7 separate regions of the Mus musculus genome follow, and all the other regions are linked to region 4. The links are chromatin contacts, called in public Hi-C, HiCAR-type, HiChIP or PLAC-seq and promoter capture Hi-C maps. All regions are on one chromosome and are shown on one strand. The core of a region is the stretch at or near the end of the contact, and the rest is flanking DNA. Distances in the headings are between cores, read along the strand shown.

Region 1 (3,267 bases), core at 296-2,795, 1.7 Mb before region 4:
CAGGTAAGACTACTTGGCTCTGTTTGTCACATCTATGGTGGACTTGTTGGGGTGGCCAACAGAGTTAGCTAAGAGAAAAGGCAATCCTTATGCCTGAGGTAGTTTCAAAATTTGGAGTTCTAGAATTTCTCAGAAACTGGGTGATAAGGTGAACTTCTGCTATCTGTGAACTTAGAAAAACACCGACTCCCAGGTTTGTTAGTGGCTTCCCATAGCCTGGCTGAGGTTCATCTAAGGTTTCAAGTGCTCTAACAACGATTCACAACTCTTGTGCATTCCACGTTCTTGAAAAAGATATTCCTGGACCATAAATCTGACAAGAGAACTTTATAATTGTTTTCTGAGAAAAAGGGGGAGAGACTCTCATCCATTTTCAACTGTAAGATATCTGTGTCCTTAAAGTATGTTTTGGTTTCTTGGTCTTTGAAACTGACTTAAGTGAATAACCATTTAGAATTTTAAAAAGTATTAATTCTTCTTTGGCTCTAATCTAACTCAAAGGTTTAAGGGTGGGAGGGGAAATGGAGCTGTCAGACTTGTTGCAGGCGACGAATGTGAATGTGGCTGAGCTCACGTACAAGAGGACACTGCCTTAAAAAGCGTGCTACAGCAATCCCGAGAGTGACGCTCCATGAACACCTATCACAGAGCTCCAGATCACCTACTAAGATCTGTTCAGGTCCACCTTACTCCTGTTTTGTACCAAATTGGCAAAGGAGCGCTTCGGAAAACAGCCCTCACTGGAAGAACACATCAGTTTAGGCCCTCGCTTTCTAGACTTTCCTAGAGGTAAGTACTTTCGAGGGGACCGCTCCCAGGACTCGCGGCTCTCTTTGCAGAGCATCCTCATGTTTCCAGAGAATGTCAGCTCGTTAGCGTCTGACACTGCAGGCACAGGAGCGGGAAAGGCAGTTCTGAGCACACCGCAGAAACGCAAAGCCGATTTAAAGGAATCCACGTTACAGCACACGCAAGCAGAGCGCGGGAAGGTAGAGTTCGCTGCACAGCCAGCTCGGGGTGGGAAGGAGAGCCGGCCCTCGCCGGTCCCCCGCGGGCGCTCCACGTTTCGTCACACCTCCTTTCCGGCAGGGCCGCGGGGCTGACCCTTCCGGGCGGCCTCAGCTTATCACCCGGACAGGCTACTTCCCGGCTTTGGCCCCGCGAGTCTCCGGAGTTTCCTGTCAGGCTCCCTCGGTCTCCGCGCCCATCCCACCGCTCAGGCCGACGGCTGGGCTCGGAGAAGCGGGATCTTCTACGCGAGAGACCGCAAGAACAAGCTTCGACGGGAAACAGCACGCAGGGCGGTGGCCACGGCCCACGCCTCCTCACGCCCGCAACTCCAGCCTCCGCCCACTCGCTGAGCTCCGCCCCTCGCGGGTCCGAGCCAATGGGCCGCGCCCGCCTCCTGGGAGGTTGTAGAAGAGGGGGTTGGGGCCGGTGGCAGCGCCCGCCCCTTGCTCCTTCTCATTGGCTAAACTCTCGGGGTGCCCGGAGACCGGAGTGTAGCGGGATTGGCTGTCGAGCCTCGCAACGGTGGCGCCTATTGGCTGGAGCAGTCCCCGTGACGCCGGGTGGCGACTGGCTCCCGGGTCTGAGGGGCTTCTGCTTGTCAGGTTCTAGGTAGGTGCGTTTCACGCCGCCGTCCGTAGGCACCGTTGCCCGGGGCAACGCCCCGGGAGGTGGGAAGGAGGCCGGAAGGCGAGCGCAGCGCGGGGGTAACCGTTCCCGCCTGCAGGGGGGCGCCGGGCTTTTGGCCCAGCGGACGCGGGCTGTGCGGAGGCGCTTCCTCTGCCCTCAGCCAGCTCGGTCCCCTGCCGGGGCTGCGGGGTCACACTCGCCTCATCCTACCCGCGCGACGGAACGTTCCGGGTTGGGCTTGGGTCCGGGCTGCTCACCCGGCCCGCCAGGCCCGCCCCTCCTACCCGCCCGGGACCCGGAGGCTGAGGGGGCGGTGCCGGCCGTGGCGGGCGCTTGGCCCCGCCCCGTCGCGGGTCGCGGGTGTGCGGGGCGTGGGGCGGGGTTGGGAGCTGCTGCGGTGGGGAGCCCGCACCCTTTCCCTTCTTGCGCTCCTCCGACGCTCGCCCACGGTGCCCACACCCCTTCTGGTCTCCTCACCCGTCGCCGCCCTCTCCTGTGGCACCCAGCCCCGAGAGTTCCCGCAGCCCCTTTCATCAGGACCCTCTGACCCTGTGTCGCCTCGCTTCAGCTTCACGTCCCACTGCCCCTTTGGTTCAGGGCAGCCTTTCAGAAGTCCGGCCCAGGGAGACTTCTGGAGGCATCTGGACTTGTCAGGGGTGATTTTTTCCCTAAGGGCTTTTTAGGGGTCTGAGGTATTTGGAGGCACCTTTGTGTCTTCCTTGGACTCCTCTTAAGATCAGCCCTCCGAAAGGAGTTCATGAGATTAGTTTTGGTAAGAGCTAGGGCTCCTTTGAACAATTAAGTTTCCATGAGGTGGTCGCTTGGAACTCTGTGCATTTGTGATTTTTGTTGGGCATGCCATTGCAATTTCAGTTTGTTCGGGCAGCCTTTCATTTTCAATATCTTATGACGTAAGAGCAATGAGGCTTTTGATACTTTTACTTCGGAAGAAGCTGTATATATTCACAATGGTCTCACGGTCACCCTAACATATGCTACTCCAACATGTACAGGAGTTTTCAGGCATTTTTCAGAAAGAACCTTCTCAACCTGAAGTCACCGTATATAAACGTCTGATGTCAGAGAATCTAAAGATAAGGCCCACAGTATTTTAGTGGTTAACATCTAAAAAATACTTTGCAGTCCATCTGTGAAATAAGAACAGGTTTAAAGGAAAAGTATTGCAAAATACATGGTGTGGTTTAGGGACTATTTATATACACACCTGTGTAGGCTTTATAATGGTGTGTGGAAGAGCCAAAGGATGTAAAAAGGTTGAGTGTCCCTTTTACAGCCAAGAAAAGATTTTCTGATAGCCCTAGAGTTGAGGGCTTTCAAAGGTCCTGGGGATGTTTTCAGAGTACATAGGCATTCTGGGAATCACTTTCGGTTCTCTTCCATAAAAGACCTTTGGCAAAGATCTGTTTCTTTTCTGCATTGACAGTATTAATACACACTAGCGAAGATGATGTACTATCCAGCTTCTACTCTACTTCAGAGGTTGAAGTCATTTGTGTGGGAGAAATAATCTAGGGTTTTGTAGACAGAATTCTTGAATTTCATTCTTAGTTGCCATGTGGCTCTAACTTTTCTGTGAACACTTTTTCTGCTAGCATCAAGTAAAATTTC
Region 2 (3,292 bases), core at 79-2,578, 1.3 Mb before region 4:
ATTAAAGAAATAGGATGTACCCTTAGATAGAAAAAGTATTAGGGAGGCCTACATAAAACGGGAGTCTATGTCCAAGATATATAATTAGAAGAAGCAAGCTTTACACAAATGTGCTCAGCATAGCCCTCACCCCCATCCCTGAAGGAGACAACTCTGCATGTGTGTGTATCTTTCAAGATGCGTTTGTGAAAGCACTTGGAAAGATGACCACCAAACCGAAATACTGGTGGGGCACTGAAGGATGAAAATAGTCACATATTAGTATTTATTTAATACTTCTCTCTTTATACTGCTGAATTTTACACGGAGGGTGCATGTCTGTAATAGAAGAATAAAATTATTTCATATAAAAAGACATGAAATCCAGAAGACAATCACAAACATGTTACGTTTATTTCTGTTATTTTTTTACGTTCCTGTATACACTCATCAAATGACCTGTTAAGTCTTCAGCAATGACTGCCATCTTAAAAGAAATAATAGCAAATATTTCGTGATAAAAATAGAGTAAGGCCTCTTTAAAAAAAAAAAAAAGAATCGTATACTTGACAGAATGAGGATCGTCAAAGCAGTTGTCTATGTAGACATACAATTTTTTTTTTTGTTTTATTTTATTCAACTTGGTCTGGGCAGCTTTCAACTCACCATTTTTAATGTGCGCAAAAAATGATAAACCTGGAGGCATCTTGGGGTGGGGGTGGAGGTGCGGGTGGGGGCGGGGAGGGGAGCCCTGAAGGTGCCTCTGACAGGCGTGCTGGGGCCTAACGCTGACCAAGAAGACGGTAGGCCACTGGCACTGCCTGACAGGGTGCCTGGGCCTCGGTGACAATCGGGGAGGACGCAAATCCGGGAGGCAGGGATGGAAGGCGTGCCGTGCCGGGCCGGGCAGGGGCCCCGCAGGCCTAGTGCGCCACGGTCCTCCGCGGCGGGCCTGAGGGTGGGCGGCACTGGCGGGCCGCGAGGGGCAAGGCGCCGGGTCCTTGACCAGGGCACCAAGGACAGCAGACAGCCGGCGGGAGCGAGCGGGCGGCGGGCGCGGCGGCTCGGGCTAGAGCGCGGCCCCGGGCGGGATGGCCGGAGGCCTCTCAGTCGCCAACCCCACCCACCATGGCCGGCCACGGCTCGGTCCGTTCCTCGGAGACCCCCGAAGCCGAGGCGCCTGGGCAGCGGCTCCCTCACCCAGATCCGCTCTGACAGAATCAGCCAGAATGGAGAGAGAAAAAAATAAAAATTGCCCTCACCGAGATGTGCAGCGGCTCCAGAGCGAGAACAGCGCTCGATCCTCCACCCGCCACCACCGCCTTCTTCTCCGCCTCCGACTCCTCCCCCGCCGAACGCGCAGCGGCTGCAGCGGCGGCGGCGGCGGCGGCGGCGGAAGCAGAGGTGGTGACGGCGGCGGCGGCGGCGGCGCGTCCCGCCCCTTGCGCTGCGAAGGAGGCGGAGGAAGGGAGCGCTTTAGCCCCGCCCCCTGAGGGCGCAGCCAATAGACTTCACGGCCCTCTGCAGGGGGAAAAGCACGCATCCAATCGCAGTCCTAGAAGTAGGCCTACGTCATGGTTGGACGTGGCAGAAAAAGGGAAAATAACTGGGGCTGTCTCTCTGCCTGGCGCCTGCAAGCTCTCTCCCAGGCCCTTCGCGGATTGGCCGAGGAGAGTGGAGACGCGCTTGGCTCCGCCCCCTCTCTGGCCCTGCGCCCGCCCCTGCAGCACTGCGACGTTTGGGCGGGGGCGGGGCGCCGAGGCCCGATCCACTGTCAGGCCTTTTGTGGTTTGGCTGGGAGAAAAGGGCGGGGTCTCCCGAAGGGAAGGGGGTGTGGAGAGCTGAGCGCAGGACTGGCGCAGTTACACTTCTCCCTCCATTCCCGCATGCCCCCCAGCAAAATGGAGGTGCAGAATTCGGTTCCCAAGGCTGTGAGAAGTTACCCAGTATTTGCAATTTGAAGTACAAGAAAAGAAAATCCGAAACCAGTTGCAATTCTGATAGCAGCGAGGGAAAGAAACGTACGAAGAGCTTGTTTGCTGTGGTTCTCTGTGGTGCGTGGTACCCGCCCACCACTGGTCAGACCCTCGCCCTGCTCTCTGATTCTGTTTGTATAAAGCAGCTATAGGTGAGATGTAGATTTGGCCTGACCAGAGTTTAGCAGCTGACAGCTAAGTTATATCGGGTGTCAGGCTCGGAGTTATCAGCTCTCGTCTCATGCAACCAAAATAAATACAACAGCTGGAGTCCCTGGACACCTTGCTTAATTTAAACCCAGTCACAGTTTAAGTTCGTTATGTCAGTGATGCACATGTCCCCTTTTCTCATCCTGAAGCCTGCCTGCTTCTCTGATTACAGCCTAGCTCTCTTCTCTTAACTCCCCGCCCCCACCCCCAGCTTCATCACCCAGAGCTCAAAAGCCCAGGATATATTTATCACGTGGCCTCCCTACCCACACAGATTAAGAGCCCCACTTCTTGTGATGTCCTTTAGCTGTAAAATCTGCCAGTGAACTGAAACTACTTTTTCTACCATCGATGTAAAGAAATGATTCGACATTTCCCATAAAAACACGAGAAATTGCTAGACATTTTGTGAAACCAAGTTTAATTCCCAGAATACCCCAGTAGCATATATTTTACCCGCCCCCCAAATTACTCTTTTACATGTCTCCAAGTCCTTGCTCTCTTGAAAGAGAATGTATATTTTAACTAATTTTCCTTTAGAGTCTTGAAGATTGGTTCAGTTGAACACACTAACAGGTTGGCAGGTGCAGGACTTCTCAAATCTCAATCATTTCCATACCATGTCTGGGTATACTAGAATGAACTACAATCCAGAAGGGAGGGCGCATCTGTGAGAGGTTTTTCTGGTTAGTATGATGTGGGTGAATCCACTTCTAGTCTGGATCTTTGAGTTGGGAAGACATACTCCTGGTTAGATCTTGAGATGGGAAGACACAGGCTTTTGATCCAGATCTTGAGGTAGATAGAAAGGCATACCTTAAATCCAGATCTTGAAACAGGAAGACACACATACCTTTAATCTTGGCCATACCTTCTACTGGGCGTATATAAGGATGGGGAAGAAGAAAGGTTTTTGCTCTTTGCCTGCTTGCTTTTGCCTTAGTAGCACATCCATTCCTTCACTGGCCTTGGAGCCTTCTTCCTCAGGATTCCAGCATCAACAGAAGACCAGCTCAGACACCCAATCTGTGGGACTGAGCAACTACTAGATTCTTGGACTTTCTGTTCACAGATAGCATAGCTATTGTTAGATTAGTTGGACTGCAGTCTATAAGTCATTTCAATAA
Region 3 (2,942 bases), core at 437-2,936, 1.1 Mb after region 4:
AGGAACGGAGAGGCAGGAACTGAGGCAGAGGCCATGGAGGAATGATGCTTACATTTGTATCCCATGGCTTGCTCAGCCTGCCATACTTCACGACCCAGGACCACCCACCCAGTGGTTGTACTACCTACATTGTGTCGGGTCTATCCACGTTAATTATTAATCAAGAAAATGTCCCCAAGACTTGCCTACAGGCCAGTCTGATGGAGACATCTTCTCAGTTGAGATTACCTCTTCCCAGACAGCCCTAGCTTGTATCAAGTTTACAAAAAAAATCCCTAATTAGCACAGAGTATCTGGGCACAGGGAAGGTACATGAACCAACCCTGGGGACCTGGATGCTCTGCTCCATCTTTGTGATCTTGAGCATAAGGGAGGAGGAGCAGTAGCCTCCCACCACACTGTCTGCCTCCCGACCCTCTGGCTTTGCTGTGTTCATTCCTGTGCATCTGCAAGCTTCACATTCCACATTAGCATTTAAGGATCCTTGCATTTTCCCAGTAAATTCCCCTTTGACTTTAATTAGCTAGAACTGATCTCTACTGCACATGGCCTAACAATCCTCATAGGCGTTCCTCTGAAGAGAGGGAGGAGTCGTCTAGAGTACTCCCTTGTCAACTTCTTGGCTGTTTTTTTTTTTTTCTTGTTTTAAGTGGCTGTCTTTGCATAATCTCCAATGTGTCGCCTGTTCATGGTCCTTCCTCATGCAAACCCTTGGGGACTTTTGATAGCAAGCTGTTGAAACTCCATTCTAGAAGTGCACATTCAGCAATCTGTGACAAAGCCTCGGCTCTCTCTGTCAACATGGAACACATCTACAGCATGCCTGCTGCATGGCCTGGTTGTCTGTGTCCCCAAATCCTATTCATCTTTTTTTGGATATGTACTGTCCCAGTCCCAGTGCAGGTACAGCAAGCTTCGGGAACATCATTTGCAGCCTTAGCTTCAGGTCCAGATGAGCCCCAGCCCTGACCCTCTGGTATGAGTCCCACATCACTCTGTGAAACCATTGTCACTGAATTTAATCATGTTACCGGTGCCCAAGGACACAATTTACCTGTGCAGCCTCAGCCTGTGGTGACTGACCACACCCTCTCTACACAGCTATGCTTGATCACGGGCAAGCTCTTCTCTTGTCTGTGATTTTCTTTTGCCATTCCTTTCTCCCTTTTCTGTATTTTTATTTGCTGTCTCCAATGGCTTCTCTTCTCATTCCCATTTCTGCTTTATGCTAAATGCTCTCACTCAACACAGCTCCCTTCCCAGTCATGCCTGGAGTCTAATCCCCAAAGTCTTATGCTAACAGTATTACAAAGACAGTGAGTGAATACCACTAAGAGCTTTAGAGATGGAAATCTCTGAGATGTAATCAGAGTGAATTATGTCTTTGGGGTAGATATTGTGTGTTTGAATTCCAGTGGCTTTAGAATGAATGAGGGAGAAAGACTCTTAGTGTTTCCCACCATCTTGCGCGCGCTCAACTGGCCAGGAAGAACGATGCTGCAACAGGATCCTTCTGCACACGTTTATTGGGGGAGCTTGATTGTAGAGGCAAAAAGACCCTGAGCCCAGAACTGGTGCTGCTTACATAGGCCTAGGAGAGGCGTGTCTCACATCTGATTGGTTAACTTGTCTTGGCAAAAGAACCTTCACTGCCTATGTATGTGTGGTGGCCAGAAGTAGCCAACTGCCACTTTGCAACTGCCACTCTGCAACGGCTTCCCACACCACCATGATGTGGTGAAGCCAAGGGGGTCTTTGCAAGACCCTGAACAGTGTTGTTGAGATGATTAGACTCCAGAGCTATGAGGTTTAATCAGCCTCTTTGCTTTGTAAGGTAGATTCCCCAGGGACTTTATTATAGTAATGAAAAAAACAGACTAATATAGCATCCGATCACTGAACACAGCCACCCACATATGTGTGCGTGTTCACTCGTGTACTCATTAGTATAATCGTTGTTTTGACACTTCTTAGATCGTGCCTTGTCTGCTCATCTTGATATTCATGTCTGGCTTAAAGCTGAGGGTAGAGAAGGCACAGCAGATGGTGGCAAATGAAAAGGAGACCCCAGATTTTGCAATACCTTCAGTTCACCTCTTTCCTGAGACTTCCTCGTGTCTGTCTTTCACTCGTCTTCTCAAACTCCACATGTTAAACAGCCATTCAGCCATTTCCTTAAATCTCCAGCCCTTTCTTGGAGGATGGGGTGAGGTAGGAAGGGATTTGCTAGGTACTTGGTTATTAGCCTTCACATTAACAGTCCAAGACACAAAGCCAAAGATCCAGGCTCATATCCAACTTCTCACCTTTCCTTAATGATGCCCATTCCCAATAATATTCAGACTGTGATCTCCCATAAACACGCTATCACTAGCCACACCAGCTTCTTGCTGAGCCTGCTCTCTAGTGAAGAGCCCATGGCCCCTCTCCAGCTGCTTTTCCGAGATTACCACAGCCACCGTTTTCCTTGTCTTCCTCCCTCCCTTATCACCTTCTTCCTGGCTATGTTATTCTGGCTGGTCATGGATCCTCCTGCCTGAGTAGCCGGGACAACAAGTGTACTCTACTGTGTCTAGTCGGAACTGTGTTTCTGCAACGCTAACCAGAACAACTGATTCACTACTTCGACGACTTCCAGTAAGACAGACATTCTCCTTTTACCGCTCTCCATTGCAGACCCATTTCAACAAGCTCTGAACTAGATTCAAGGATCAGAGTCTCCATTCCATGCTAAGACAGATGCACCAGGCCGTGGCTTTCTCCTCCTGCCACCAATTCTCCTTTCTGTGGCTTTCCATCCTATTTGCAAAAACGATTTGTGTCCTATTCTTGCCAATGGAAGTTGTTACTCCTGGGAGGGTTCAGCCTCTTGAGGCCACCTCCAAGTCCTGTATTCCATATGCAGAGCCTATCTTATTGGCACAATCACATTCTGACTTAAG
Region 4 (3,007 bases), core at 217-2,716:
TGGACTAACTCTTACACTACTATTAATGGGTTTACTTTTTCTCTTAGTACTGGAATCGATGTGCGCCTAAGGAAAATTGTTTTCATCAGTTCCTGAAATTAAAACGCAAGGTATTAACTTTCGGGGGGGGGGGAGGGGGGCACTTTACATTTAAAGATAGGAAGGATCACGTTTTCTCTTTAGCTCCATTCTTTTGGTTCTCCTTAAAATAAAGTAAATTGTTCTGTGTAACGTTTCGTTTCCTACACACTGAGAAGGCAAACCGCCTTGGATCTGAACAAGAATCACCAAGCCACTGTCTATCACAGTCAATGCTCCAAAGTCAACAGTTCCAGAGCTGTGTGGCACCTTAGCAGCTTTCTCGGGATACGCAGGGAAACCGCAAGCGTAAGCGGGTCACAAACGCTGAAAGAATTCTTCAGTAAAGACAGTGTGCACTCAAGGACTGGGTCCTCCGTACCTAGGGACAATCCGAGCTGACACAAGGGACCCACTACCATTAACCTCTGACCATGCATGCCCCAGCTGACGCACAGCTTTCTGCCGCGCGCCTGGGGGCCGTGCCAACACGCGGGGTCAGTCCCAGCCAGAGACTCTGCTGCCTGGTCTCCCGGCTCAGCCAGAGTCCCGCACCTGACCGGGAAAGACTCCGGGCGAGGCCGCGACCGTGAACGCCTCCTCGCCCGCGGCGGACCGCGCCTGCCCAAAGCCGCCGAACGGCGCCCACTGGCGCCCGCCGACTAGGGAGCTCCGGCTCCCAGTCGCCCTCCCGCACCGCCCGACCGCACCGCGCCGCGCCGCGGCCGCCCCTGGGGCAAGGACGCCATGCGGGCCGGCGGGCAAGGCGCGGGCGGGCTCCCACGGCGCCCCCGCGGGGCCGCAAGATGGCGGCGGAGCCCTCCGCGGCGCCCGGCGGCTCCCTCCCCTCCCCTCCGCAGCGCAGCCCAGCCCGGCCCGGCCCGGCCCGGCAGCGGCGGACGGCGAGGCGCGGGGCCGAGGGACGCAGCGGGGCCGCGGCTCCGACGCTCGGCCGGGGCGTGGGGGAGGGGAGCACGGCCCGGCCACCCCGCCGCCGCCCGCCAGCCCCAGCCCCAGCCTCAGCTCCGCTCCGGAGCGTCCCAGCCAGCCTACCTTTGAATTTGAGGTCTGAAGGAGGGTCGAGGACCAGGATCTGCTCGTGCTTCGCCATGGCCCCGGAGGCGGACGCCATAGGAGACAGCGCAGCGCAGAGCGGGGGCGCGCCCGCGGCGGCGGTTCGCTGGCGGGGGCGAGGGGACGGTGGCGGCGCCGGCTCCGCGGAGCTCTAGGACGGGGCCAGGCTCACGATTCCCGAAGCTCCGCGCCTGCTGCCGGGCCGCGGGGGTCCCGAGGGCAGCCTGTCCGCTCAGCAGCTCCGGGTGTCACAACTGACTCAACCCCACACCAGCCGCCGCGGCCACGCGCACTGCGATCCTCGGCGCCCCACGTGACGGGCCCTACGTGCCTACGTGCGCGCCCCCGCGGCCTGGAGCCCTCGTGCTGGCCCCGCCCTCCGGGCCTAACTGGGGGGTGGGAGGGGTCAACGCTGAGCTAGTGCGCCTGCGCACCTCCGACTTGGCCGCAGCTCCGGGCGCCGCGCCGCTGTCAATCTCCGTAGAGCAGGGTCGGGGGGGCGGAGCGGGGCTCTTTGCGGGGAGACGCGGTGCACGGCGCCCCGGGAAGGGGGTGTCGTTCTTGGGGCCCTGGAGCTGCGAGTGCGGGGCTGGAGCGCCGACTACGACGCTACCTCACGGCGTTCCAAGTGGAATTCCGAACGGAAGAGAGTCATGAAGCGCCGGGTACCTCGACTCCCAGCATGCCCTGTGCGGGCGGCGCCTCCGCGGTGGCTGCTGGGAACCGGGAAGGCGACCTGGGTCCGTTGGAGGCGAGTGGGTGGGGCCGCTGACGCGGCTTTTGGCTCGCCGAGGGCGTCTTGTCTGCCCTGGAAAAGAGAAGGGTTTTTGCAGGCTGCCTGGAAGCCAGGCATCCCAGGAGAGACCGCCCTTTGGGAGAGCGGCAGGGCGTGTCCCTCTGGTCTGCTGGGGATTCCTTCCGCCCTCAGCGAACGTGCGCTCCGTTCTGCCTGCTGTTCCAAGACTGCCTCCTCCCCATCTCCCTCCTGCCCAGCCAAAGGAAACACATCTCGCTCACAAGCGAACGAGTTCCAGGGGAAATCTGTGCCAGGCACAGTTTCTCTACAAGGGTAGAAACGAAATCTCTGTTCCTACAGCGTGGAGTTCACGTGCTGTATCTACAGTGTGGTTCACTTCAAACTCATACCCAAATCTGTTTGCCACATTCTCGTGCTAGGGACGAATTTTATCTGTATCACTTAGGAGAGCCTGTACCAAATGAGAAAAAAAAAAAAAAATGCCAAGCAAGTTGCTGACAGATATTCAGCCCCTTGCCAGGGTATCCAGGGACGGGAAGAGCAAACAAAACAAATGGATGTGCTGTAAAAACCTTTATTGTGTCCTATGGTGCTGCTTGAATTTAAATCTCTAGGAAGCTCCGTGCGAAACAAAGCACATATTCATGCTTCTGCCACGAAAAGGCACTCTAGATTGCTTGGAAGTAAATGTCGAAATGAGCAGTCTAGAATACAGCTAATTAGACTTTTTCAACTTGCCGCCCCGACACCTGAAAAACTTTCATGCCACTCGAGGTATATAGGATATAATAGTGGTATAAAGCAAACATTGGTCGTTTAAAAAAAAAAGTTTGTTTTCTTTCTTTGAATGCTTACTTTGTATCCTAACCTAAAAAATGAATTTTGAAAAGAAGCAGACCAAAAATCCATTTAAGACAAAAGCAAGCTTGTATGCAAACGAGATGGATTTCCTTGTTCATCTCTACGTAAAAATTATTTATTCTTGGCTGAATATTTGATATTGCTAAACACAACATTGTCAACTTTTTTTGTAATTGATTGCTATTTTGATTTTATAATTACCAATGCTGAGAATCATTTTATATAAATACCTAGTGC
Region 5 (3,217 bases), core at 665-3,164, 1.8 Mb before region 4:
AAAGATGGAAGCAGGGACAGAGGATGTCCTCTAAGGTCAGTCTCCGGTGACTGCTTCCTCCAGCTAGGCCTGGTCTTCTAATAGTTCATGCTGTGGCAAAGTTAAAATCAATGGACCCCATGTTATCCAGTTGCCTCTCAAGGCCCTATCCTGAACACTGCTATATTGAGGACCAAAAGACAGAGCATGAGTCTTTGGGAGGACATTTCCCACCCAAACCATAACACGACGGCCATACAGAAGACACAGCACAACAGTGAGATGCAGGGATTGAGCCCAGCACCAAGGAAACAAAAACAGAGGGATTGGTAGAAACCACAGGAAACGCTGGCAGATGGCAGTAGGGCATTGTCACTGATCAGGTCAGCCCCCACGTCCCACAGACACTAAGATGGGGATCCTTGTTTTCCTTCAACATTTCACCTCAAAAGGATAAGAGAGGCAACCCTGAGTTGTGGAAGGTTTATTCTTGAAAGAGCCATTGCAAAATTAGAATTAGAAATTTTGGAATGTAGATGCTTTACAGAGCAGGGAGAAGCTAGGTGAGGAGGCACGGGTTTGAAGTTTGTCAAGCTGAGACTTGCCAAAATCAGTCCAAATTGGTGTGAGCTTCAGAAAACTGAAATGTAGGGATTTTGGGTTTTGTTTGTTTATTTGTTTGTTCTGGAGTTTTCTTCCTAACTCTAGGACCCACTCCAGTCCGTGCCTACCTCTGCACATCAGGCAGCCATCTTTTCAGGTCCCCAGAGGATGTCCCCTCGCAGCAGCAGAGTAGTCCTCGGTGCCCTCGAGGCGGTCCACATAGCTCTCAGCTACTTCAATGCCGAATTTCAGACACGATGATTTGTAGGCAGCCTATGAACCAGTCTGCCTAAATATTTTAGATAGTTTTCTTTCTGGCACATTCTTCATCTGATCAAACCAACATGTGGTCTACATGAAAGGGAAGGGAAGGAATGCCAGAAACAGAGAGAAAGACATAATCCTGGCTAATTTCTCAAGCCTATTCTCTGCCATTATTAATGAATAACTGATTCACTCAACAAACACAAAAGCATTAAGATGCTTAAGTCTGTGCATTCACATGCTAATTAAGGAAATCAAAGATGCATCTCATTAGCTTACAGGCTTTAGAGTCTGAGTTTGGCTGTCTATGCAGTGTAGTTTGTGTGATATTCAATATGCCTGCTTGAATCGGAGCCCTAAATTCGAATATTAAATATGTTTTTCTCCAGGAACACTCAGGATTAGAAAACATGTTAACGTTTCACTTTTTAAAATATACTCCACATTTTTAAACACTTCTGATTGCATTTTATCATTAGCTGTACGAGGCTCTTCATGGTTTAATTTTTTTCCTTGACCTTTTTGATAATGACATCCAGTGAAAAAGAATAGAACAGTGTATAACAAACTACAGAATGCAGTTGTTGTGTACATGAAAAGACATAGCATATTTCCATAATAATTATGTATAGATTATCTCTATATACCTGAGACATGGGGCATATGGTAGAATTCCTAGAGAACTTTTATTTTTGAATATGCCTTCAGTGTTCAAATCAGAAATAAGCACCATAAAGTCATGCAATGATTTCTAAAGAGACTGAGAGACAAAATATCAAGACTTTTGAAAGAAAGCCTTGCAGTTTAAAATAACATATCAAGACCAGCAAACATTAAGGAGGTTGAACCTCAGTTCATGGTGTTGTCATGGCAACAGTTTTTTAAAACAGAAAATGAGGACAAGGATGAACAGAGTTTAAGTCATGAAAAGACCAAATCCTTATTGTTTTTTACATTTTTTTTCCCCAGTCGCTAAGTTTCTGCAGGAGATACCTCTAGACAACAAAGTTCCTCCCTTCTGGATTTTTCTAGCCTCTTTGCTTCCTAAAGGCTTCCTGATATCGCTCCCCACCCAGCCCCCTTGAGCCTCTCTGCTTCCCTGGCTACTGGCCGAAAAGTGTGTGCAGTTCAGAGGCTCCAAGAGAGGTTCTCAGAAGAAAACAAAACAAAACAAAGCAAGCAATTGGATGTTTTTCAGCCCCCTGAGTCACACTTCAATGTTCCAGGTCTTGTGCTTTTGGAACTGAAACGGAGAAGACCCACCCACCCGCCCCGCCTGGGGCCTCTCTGATTTTAAGCTCTTGAAAACACCACACATTAACTTCAGTTCTTAGTTCCAGGCAAACTGAGGTGGTTAGTCACCCTACCTACTGGAGAGGGCATCCTGGAAGCCCTCTTTTCCGATCCTTAGATTTTGATTTTCCTGTCTAACTCCCCAAAAGTACTACACCCTTGCACCCAAAAGGCTTGTCAGGTGTGTCACTGGGGCTAGTGTCAAAGGCCACTGCATCTTTTACAGAGTCAAGCGCCAGCTATTCAACTGAGCGCCGTGTAAAAAAAAACGGTTCAGAACGTACCTTTAAGGCTTTTTAGTTGGGCGCGGTGCCTTGGGCACACTCGCCATCCCAGCTCTCAGGATGTGGAGGCAGGAAGATCAGGGATTAAAATTCATCCTGAAACAGATGAAACCCTGCCACAAACCAGTGTATATGCAGATATACAAAGAGACTACTTGGCTGATTATGCCACCGTACTGTGTCTTTTGTAGTCCCAGTTCTAAAAATGAATCACACAGTTGGCCGGGCAGTAGTGGCACACACCTTTAATCCCAGAACTTGGGAGGCAGAGGCAAGCAGATCTCAGAGTTTGAGGTCAACCTGGTCTATAAAGTGAGTTCCAGGACAGCCAAAGCTACACAGAAAAAAAAAAAAACCTGCCTTGATAAACAAACAAACAAACAAAACCAAAACACAAACAAACAAGAATATGACTGTTATAAATAACTTATATTCTTCATGTATATCTACATGAATATGGAAAATAAAGAAACAATAATCATCTGATGACATAGAGGTGACAGCTAACACTTTGTCATCTCGATGTCTCCCTTTATGTACTAACGCATATGTAGCATGTATATATATATATATATATATATTAAATGCATTTTAATTTTCTATTCTATTTTTCTCTTGAAACATTTGTTAATAGACTAAATACTTGCTCCTGCTGTTCCCATTCCTTCAAATGTGCTAAAGCTCCTCCTATCAAAAGAATGGTCTATAGAGATGGGACTTGGGAGGTGATCGGGTTTGCACATGACCATGAAGGGAGGGCCCTCATTGTGGAATTACTGCCCTTCTAAGAAAGG
Region 6 (2,946 bases), core at 12-2,511, 1.8 Mb before region 4:
AGGGTACTCTGCACAGTAAGAAGCCTATGTCTTAAAAAAAATCTCCTTCTCTTTCTCCCACCTTCACGCATACATGTACACATACACAGGCTATTGATTCTTTCTCAACAGAAATCTGACCCATAAGACCATCATCATTTATGTATTTTCAAAATTCACTATTAAGAAATGAACAAATAGGAATAATGAAGAATGTATTTATGTGGGCTGGAGCTGGCGCAATGGCCCAGTGGTTAAGGGCATGTGCTGTTCCTCTGGAAGATTTGGGCTTGATTCCCAGCACCACATCATGGCTCACAGGCATTTGTAACTCCGGTTTCAGAAAACCTAATGCTCTCTTCTGACTCCTCCAGCCCCAGGACCACTCATGGTCCACAGACATATATGGAGGTAAAACAACCATGTACACAGAATGCAAATATTTTTAAGAGAACATGCTTACTGATCTTTGAAGTTATTTTGAAGCTAACTTAACTTGGTATATACAAGTATAGAAGACTAAGCAATTTAGAAATTATTTCTTTTCTTCTGAACTATATCTCAGCTCGAGGAAAAAGAATACATCCCTACCTCCCCAGCCTTCCAACTTAGTTTTCTGGTTTGTTTTGTTTTTGCTTTTGTTTTTTGTTTGTTTGTTTGGTTGGTTTTTTCTTTAATAACAGCCTAAATCTAATTTATGCTAATCACATATTTCTAGAAGTGGGGGCCATCCAGTAGATCATGTTGACCTACCAGGGGCCCTACAAAAAAAATGTATGAGAAGCCACCAACTGTCATTATCATCTCTATTGTGAGTCAGGCTCATATAGGAATGTTGACTGGCTGAATCTTGTGCAGACCCACCCACAGCTGCTGTGAGTGCTGTGAGTGTGTGGTCCTGCCTCGTCCCCTGGGAAGATGAAGGCAGAGAGACTGCAAGGTTAAGCCCTGCTTGGTACAGAGTTAGTTCAAGGCCAACCAAGAAAAGATCCCATTTTCCAGATTAAAAGCAGTCAAGGATTGGGGCTGTAGCTTCATGGAATGGCACTTACAATGACACTTACTGTGACCCTGGTAAGCTCTTCTCAGAGGATTGTTTCTGAACAGAGAGGGTCATAGTGGCTTCTCTCTTCCCAGAGTGAAGCAGAGACTAGAGAATTAAATGCCTGGCCTCTGACAGGCACTCTGAGGATGCCAGTTATTGCTATTCCTCACAGTTACTCCAGTTCAGGCTTTAAGAATGCTGTTCTGTGTGAGCCCATTGGTTCTGCCCTGATTGCCCCAGTTCAGTTCGTTCCAAACTGTTGGTCACGCCCCTTCCTGGTATGTCTTTGAGGCAGTGTAAACAAAGACTCCCCAGTGGGCCGGTTATTTAGATGAAGTGGATAAAGCTCTAAAGTTGCTATTAATTTAGGTTTGGCGATAGAGGAATGAGGTATCTCTCAAGCATTTCTAGCTATCACAGAATTATGAAACTAAGTGGGGATGTGGAAAGCTTCTACAAAAATCACGAAAATGTTCACGATTGACATTTTAATGGCGTTTAAATATATCCCTCGGGACATATTTGCACTACTCATGCCATATTTGCGTTTCACCCAGGGTAGAGTGAGTTTTGTTTTGTTCCTCGTGTAAAGAATTTTACAGCCAACCTGTAACATCAATTCCTAGAATGTGTTGTTCTCTCAGGGACACGGAAGGATATATGTAAAAGGACACACTGTAACACTGAAACTCCACACTAGGTCTTCATATCATACACACCCTCGCCTACAGCTGAGAACAGTTAATCAATGCACAACCAGTTGGTGATGGGGAACAGTCTATGGTCAGCATCCTTGCTGTCTTGCCCACAGGAAGAAATGGCTTTTCTCAAACTCTTCTTAACATCTTGGGTCCTGGATGGGCAGGTGCTTCCGTTCCACCAGTGAATAAGTGGGGTGGAGGTGGATATGCATGGAGGAGTCCTTCATGGTGAGTTCTTCATAGTGAGAAGTCCTGCACAGTGGCTCACTGGTGTTTGCTGCTGGTCTGAGCTCAGCATTCCACTGTCTGGTTATCAGTTTCCTCATATCTGGAGGAGCAGATACGGTAGTCGGTCAGTGTCCGGTCACCAGCTCCAGCAGAACCTAGGCAGTTGGCTCTACTTGTTTGGTGAACAGCAGCAGTTTTCAGCCTTCTGCACCACAGTGTTTGCCCCCAAAATCGACATCAGCTGGCAGATCTCAGGCTTCTGTTCCTTGAATCCATCTAATCGTTTTGTGAGTACCTGATTTCCTGTTTTAAATTCCTTTCTAGCTAGTGCTTAGTGGCATCCTCTTCCTGCATTGAATTCTATATGGATGTCAAGAATAATGAACGGATATATGGGCTTTGGAGTGGCATTCAAGCACTAGAGTAAGCTTTGAAAGTGGGAAAGAATAAGGTGTGTGTAATAACACCTGTGATTATTTATACACAGCAGAGAAATCTTACGAAGTTATGTTAAAAAATCAATATTTATTTTTAGAAAAACTAAAGTGGTTTTGAGAGGCTTATGTTTTTTTGCATGGGTCCCTTAAACTGTTTAAAAATCATTTTCATGAAATATGTGCTTTTCTTTTTTTTATTTATTTTTTAATTAGGTAATTTCCTCGTTTACATTTTCAATGCTATCCCAAAGGTCCCCCATACCCACCCCCCCAATCCCCTACCCACCCACTTCCCCTTTTTGGCCCTAGTGTTCCCCTGTACTGGGGCATATAAAGTTTGCAAGTCCAATGGACCTCTCTTTACAGTGATGGCCGACTAGGCCATCTTTTGATACATATGCAGCTAAAGACAAGAGCTCCCGGGTACTGGTTAGTTCATATTGTTGTTCCACCTATAGGGTTGCAGTTCCCTTTAGCTACATATTTTCCAAAATTTTTAACTATCAAAAATGACAAATTTCTGTAATAATTTGAATACATAACAACAAATTGAACT
Region 7 (2,907 bases), core at 191-2,690, 1.7 Mb before region 4:
ACTGCTACCTTCCCTTGAACCCCTCCTATGCCTTCCTGTCCTTAATATAATAGCCCTTTTCTTTATTATTGTCATATATGTGCATGTGCCCATGTGTACATACATAAATATATGTAAATAAAAGATGCTTTGTTCTATTTTGTTGCTGGTGTGTATATGTTTTCAAGGCTGACCACTTAGCCTTGGACAATTAGGGCTGTTCCCTAGGGGAGGTTAATCCCCCCCCCCCCAGTAATTAATAGTCGTGACAGTAGATTGTTTTGTAAGGTCTATGACCTCAGTTTGCTAGGGTTCTAGTACCAGACATTGTTCTTTTCATAGTGGGTGGGATTTAAGCTCAACTGGACAGTTTTGGCTGACTCATGCAAGACTGTACCTTTTGCACTTTTATGCGTTTCTTGTTCTGCTGGTCATTGTCCTGGAACATGGGTATTTCATCTGGGTGGGACTGTTTAATTGCTTCCTGCCCGTGGCAGCACGCATAGTGTGTTCAGGAACTATGGAAACTAGGCTGCAGGAAAAGGGCTTTCTGGTCAGATCCAGTGCTAACTATCTGAATCCTGTGTCCTAAGTGTATGCTGGCTTTAGCAGCAGTAGAGCCCTAACCCAAGAAAGGCAACGGAGAACTACATCCTGTATTGTTTGAGGAGTCACTTGAACTATGCTAACCAACCATGAGAAATGACTTGTTCCCCCCCTCCCCCTACCAGGTAGTGGGTCTTTGTGAGTCTATGGCTTTTGGTAAATCATTGTCAATCCAAGTGGCTTCACTGATTTTAAGATTAAAGTGTGTGTGTGTGTGTGTTTGTAAATACACTTCTATGTATTGTGCATGATGGAAGGTAAATATAAAACAATACAATCTTTGAGATTTTTATCAAGCAACCTTGGTGTTATTTGGCCCTCACCTGTCCTTCTCTTTCTGTATTGACTCCCCTCACTCTTTGCAGTTGGAGTCACCACCTGTTACTCTGTCTCACTTAAGTCTTGCTCTTCCCCTCCCAACCTGTAGTCCCTTTATATTGTACTGGCTTCTGTGGTTACTCCATGGTGTATGCACACATCTGAGGATTTGGAGCTAGGAACTGCAGATGTGAGAGAACATGTGCTGTTTGTCTTTCTGGCTTTTGTCACTCAATATAACCTTTTCTAGACCCTGTCTGTTTACTCACAAATTTCAGTTTTCTTTACAGCTGGATAGTATTCCATAATATATTTGTGTGTGTGTGTGTGTGTGTGTGAAATCACAGTTGCATTATTTATTTGTCGGTTGGGTGAAGGACATTCAGGTTGTGTTCATTTCCTGCCTTTTGTGAGTAGGGCAGCTGTGAACATTGCTGAACAAGTATCTGGAGTTAGATGTCAAGTCCCTTGGGCCTATGCTAAGCAGTGGGACAGCAGGGCCATTTGGTAGCTTCCCTTTTAGCTTTTCTGAGGCTCTTCCATGTGATTTGCATGGTGGCTGTACTAATTTGCATTCCACTGAAGGTGAATTAGGTTCCTCTTTCTCCTGTGTTCTCAGCTGTTTTGTCTTTCCTAGCTATTCTGGCTGGGGTTAGATGAAGTCTCAAAGTTGTTTTAATTCACATTTCCCTAATTGCTGTGAAAATGAATACTTCTTAGGAATTTTTTTAGCCACTTTTCTTTCTTTTATTAATCTGTTTAGAGCCACTGATTTTTTTTTTAAGTTTTTTTTAAGGATTTTTTTTTAAGTTTTTTTTTTTTTTTTTAAACTGGGTCATTTGTCATTTGTTTCCTTAACTGCGTTTTTTGAGTTCTCTGTGTGTTCTGATGTTAATCCTCTGTCAGATGTATGGCTGGCAAAGATTCTCTTCCTTAGCTGTAAGAAGCTTTTAGTTTTATGAGGTCTCACTGCTCAATTGTTGGCCTAAAAACCTTGGTTAATGGATTATCATTTATAAAGTCCTTCCTTATGCCCGTGTCTTGTCAGATGCACTGCCCATGTTTTCTTTAGCACTTTTAGTGTTTGAGGTTTTAAGTTTAGGTCTTTGGTCCACATGGATCTAATTTCTGTGCATGGTGATAGATACGGGTCTACCTTTATTCTTTGGCATATGACGTCCACTTTCCCCAGAACCTTTCATTGCAGGTGCTGCATCTTCTCCAGTGTACTTTTTTCCCTTTTTCCCAATTATCAATCAAGTGGTTGTAGTTACAAGTGTTCATTATTCCACTGTTCTGCATGGCTGCTTTTATGTCAGTGCCATGTTGTTTTTATTGCTATAGCTCTATAATGTAGCTGAAGTCTGGAATGGAAACCGCACCAGGAAATCTTCCTTTTGCCCAAAGTTGCTTCAGTATCGTTTGTCCTTTCTACTTCCATATTAACTTTAGGCTTCCTTTTTTCTGGGTCTGTCAAGAGTGCCGTGGGCATTTTGATTGCGATTGCATTTAATCTGTCACTTGCTTTTGTTGGAAAGTTGTTTTCACAGAACTAGTTATACTGACCATGAACATGAGATGCCCTTCCAACTTGTGGTGTCTTCTCAATAGCTTATGTGAGAGGATGTAACTTTTTACCATGGTAGTCGTTCATCTCGTCCAGGTTTATTCTAAGATGTTTGGCTGTTGATGCTACTGTACATAGGCATGTTCCTATGACCTTAGTAAGGTTGTTGTTGATAATACAGAAAAGCTACGGATTTCTTTTTTAAACGGTTGAGAACCACTGCCTAGCAAGGAAGTGTCTGATCTGGAATTACCCATAGGAGGCTAGGTAGTCACTGTTACCTTCCTGGGAAGAGACAGACACAGCTTTCCAAGAGCTGTTATCCCATGTTGCTAGCCCTTCCTAATCAAACCTCTTTCATTGTCTTGCTTTGAAAGTCTGAAGATTATTTTAATATGATATAATAAGTGTGTGTGTGTGTATGTTTATGGGAGAAA

The links. Promoter capture Hi-C pulls out the DNA fragments that hold promoters and counts their contacts. Hi-C and Micro-C count contacts between places; a contact is called where the count stands out from the background. HiCAR-type assays count read pairs that join an accessible place to other places. HiChIP or PLAC-seq counts read pairs in DNA pulled down with a chosen protein or histone mark.
Region 1: a contact with region 4 is called in a promoter capture Hi-C map of pre-B cells, with 7 times the contacts expected there. The contact joins the promoter of Fer here to the promoter of Vapa in region 4. A contact is called at or near these places in 8 of 39 promoter capture datasets (the 3T3-L1 cell line, cranial neural crest, frontonasal cranial neural crest and 5 more), 2 of 484 Hi-C or Micro-C datasets (both in embryonic stem cells), 4 of 115 datasets of contacts at active chromatin or transcription factors (SST interneurons, astrocytes, embryonic stem cells and 1 more) and 3 of 9 other capture datasets (adipose tissue, embryonic stem cells and liver).
Region 2: a contact with region 4 is called in a Hi-C map of B cells, with 14 read pairs. The contact joins the promoter of Pja2 here to the promoter of Vapa in region 4. A contact is called at or near these places in 11 of 39 promoter capture datasets (the 3T3-L1 cell line, 3T3-L1-derived adipocytes, cranial neural crest and 6 more), 10 of 484 Hi-C or Micro-C datasets (B cells, CD4 T cells, CD8 T cells and 6 more) and 7 of 115 datasets of contacts at active chromatin or transcription factors (cardiomyocytes, embryonic stem cells, epiblast stem cells and 4 more).
Region 3: a contact with region 4 is called in a promoter capture Hi-C map of liver, with 2.6 times the contacts expected there. The contact joins the promoter of 1700016K05Rik here to the promoter of Vapa in region 4. A contact is called at or near these places in 2 of 39 promoter capture datasets (liver and stem cell-derived epiblast-like cells).
Region 5: a HiCAR-type map of astrocytes shows a contact between it and region 4, with 4 times the contacts expected there. The contact joins the enhancer-like site here to the promoter of Vapa in region 4. A contact is called at or near these places in 3 of 39 promoter capture datasets (the 3T3-L1 cell line, hippocampal neurons and second pharyngeal arch cranial neural crest) and 4 of 115 datasets of contacts at active chromatin or transcription factors (acute myeloid leukemia, astrocytes, large pre-B cells and 1 more).
Region 6: a contact with region 4 is called in an H3K27ac HiChIP or PLAC-seq map of embryonic stem cells, with 6 times the contacts expected there. The contact joins the enhancer-like site here to the promoter of Vapa in region 4. A contact is called at or near these places in 7 of 39 promoter capture datasets (the 3T3-L1 cell line, the HPC-7 cell line, cranial neural crest and 4 more) and 5 of 115 datasets of contacts at active chromatin or transcription factors (astrocytes and embryonic stem cells).
Region 7: a promoter capture Hi-C map of pre-B cells shows a contact between it and region 4. The contact joins the enhancer-like site here to the promoter of Vapa in region 4. A contact is called at or near these places in 7 of 39 promoter capture datasets (the 3T3-L1 cell line, cranial neural crest, hippocampal neurons and 3 more) and 4 of 115 datasets of contacts at active chromatin or transcription factors (astrocytes, embryonic forebrain, epiblast stem cells and 1 more).

What each region holds. Positions count from the first base shown.
Region 1 is chr17:63,862,436-63,865,702 of GRCm38.p6, forward strand. It overlaps Fer (fer (fms/fps related) protein kinase), which reads left to right and starts at 1,546. Exons shown (of 19, transcript NM_001037997.3): 1 at 1,546-1,620.
Region 2 is chr17:64,330,555-64,333,846 of GRCm38.p6, forward strand. It overlaps Pja2 (praja ring finger ubiquitin ligase 2), which reads right to left and starts at 1,329. Exons shown (of 10, transcript NM_001025309.1): 1 at 1,242-1,329.
Region 3 is chr17:66,712,770-66,715,711 of GRCm38.p6, forward strand. It overlaps 1700016K05Rik (RIKEN cDNA 1700016K05 gene), which reads left to right and starts at 1,687. Exons shown (of 2, transcript NR_151453.1): 1 at 1,687-1,834. The region is part of intron 21 of Ptprm (protein tyrosine phosphatase, receptor type, M); the gene reads right to left.
Region 4 is chr17:65,612,089-65,615,095 of GRCm38.p6, forward strand. Vapa (vesicle-associated membrane protein, associated protein A) reads right to left here and starts at 1,467. Exons shown (of 6, transcript NM_013933.3): 1 at 1,132-1,467. The coding sequence starts at 1,210.
Region 5 is chr17:63,806,982-63,810,198 of GRCm38.p6, forward strand. No RefSeq gene overlaps it. Among named protein-coding and RNA genes, the nearest start is that of Fer, 55 kb to the right of the region's middle. Within about 2 kb of position 1,915, at least 26 of the 459 cell types and tissues checked have an H3K27ac peak or open chromatin away from gene starts, as enhancers often do. A contact at or near this core is called in astrocytes and stem cell-derived neural progenitor cells, where this site is marked.
Region 6 is chr17:63,827,865-63,830,810 of GRCm38.p6, forward strand. No RefSeq gene overlaps it. Among named protein-coding and RNA genes, the nearest start is that of Fer, 35 kb to the right of the region's middle. Within about 2 kb of position 1,262, at least 9 of the 459 cell types and tissues checked have an H3K27ac peak or open chromatin away from gene starts, as enhancers often do. A contact at or near this core is called in embryonic stem cells, where this site is marked.
Region 7 is chr17:63,930,326-63,933,232 of GRCm38.p6, forward strand. All of the region lies in intron 7 of Fer (fer (fms/fps related) protein kinase), which reads left to right. Among named protein-coding and RNA genes, the nearest start is that of Gm52300, 38 kb to the right of the region's middle. Within about 2 kb of position 1,441, at least 26 of the 459 cell types and tissues checked have an H3K27ac peak or open chromatin away from gene starts, as enhancers often do. A contact at or near this core is called in pre-B cells, where this site is marked.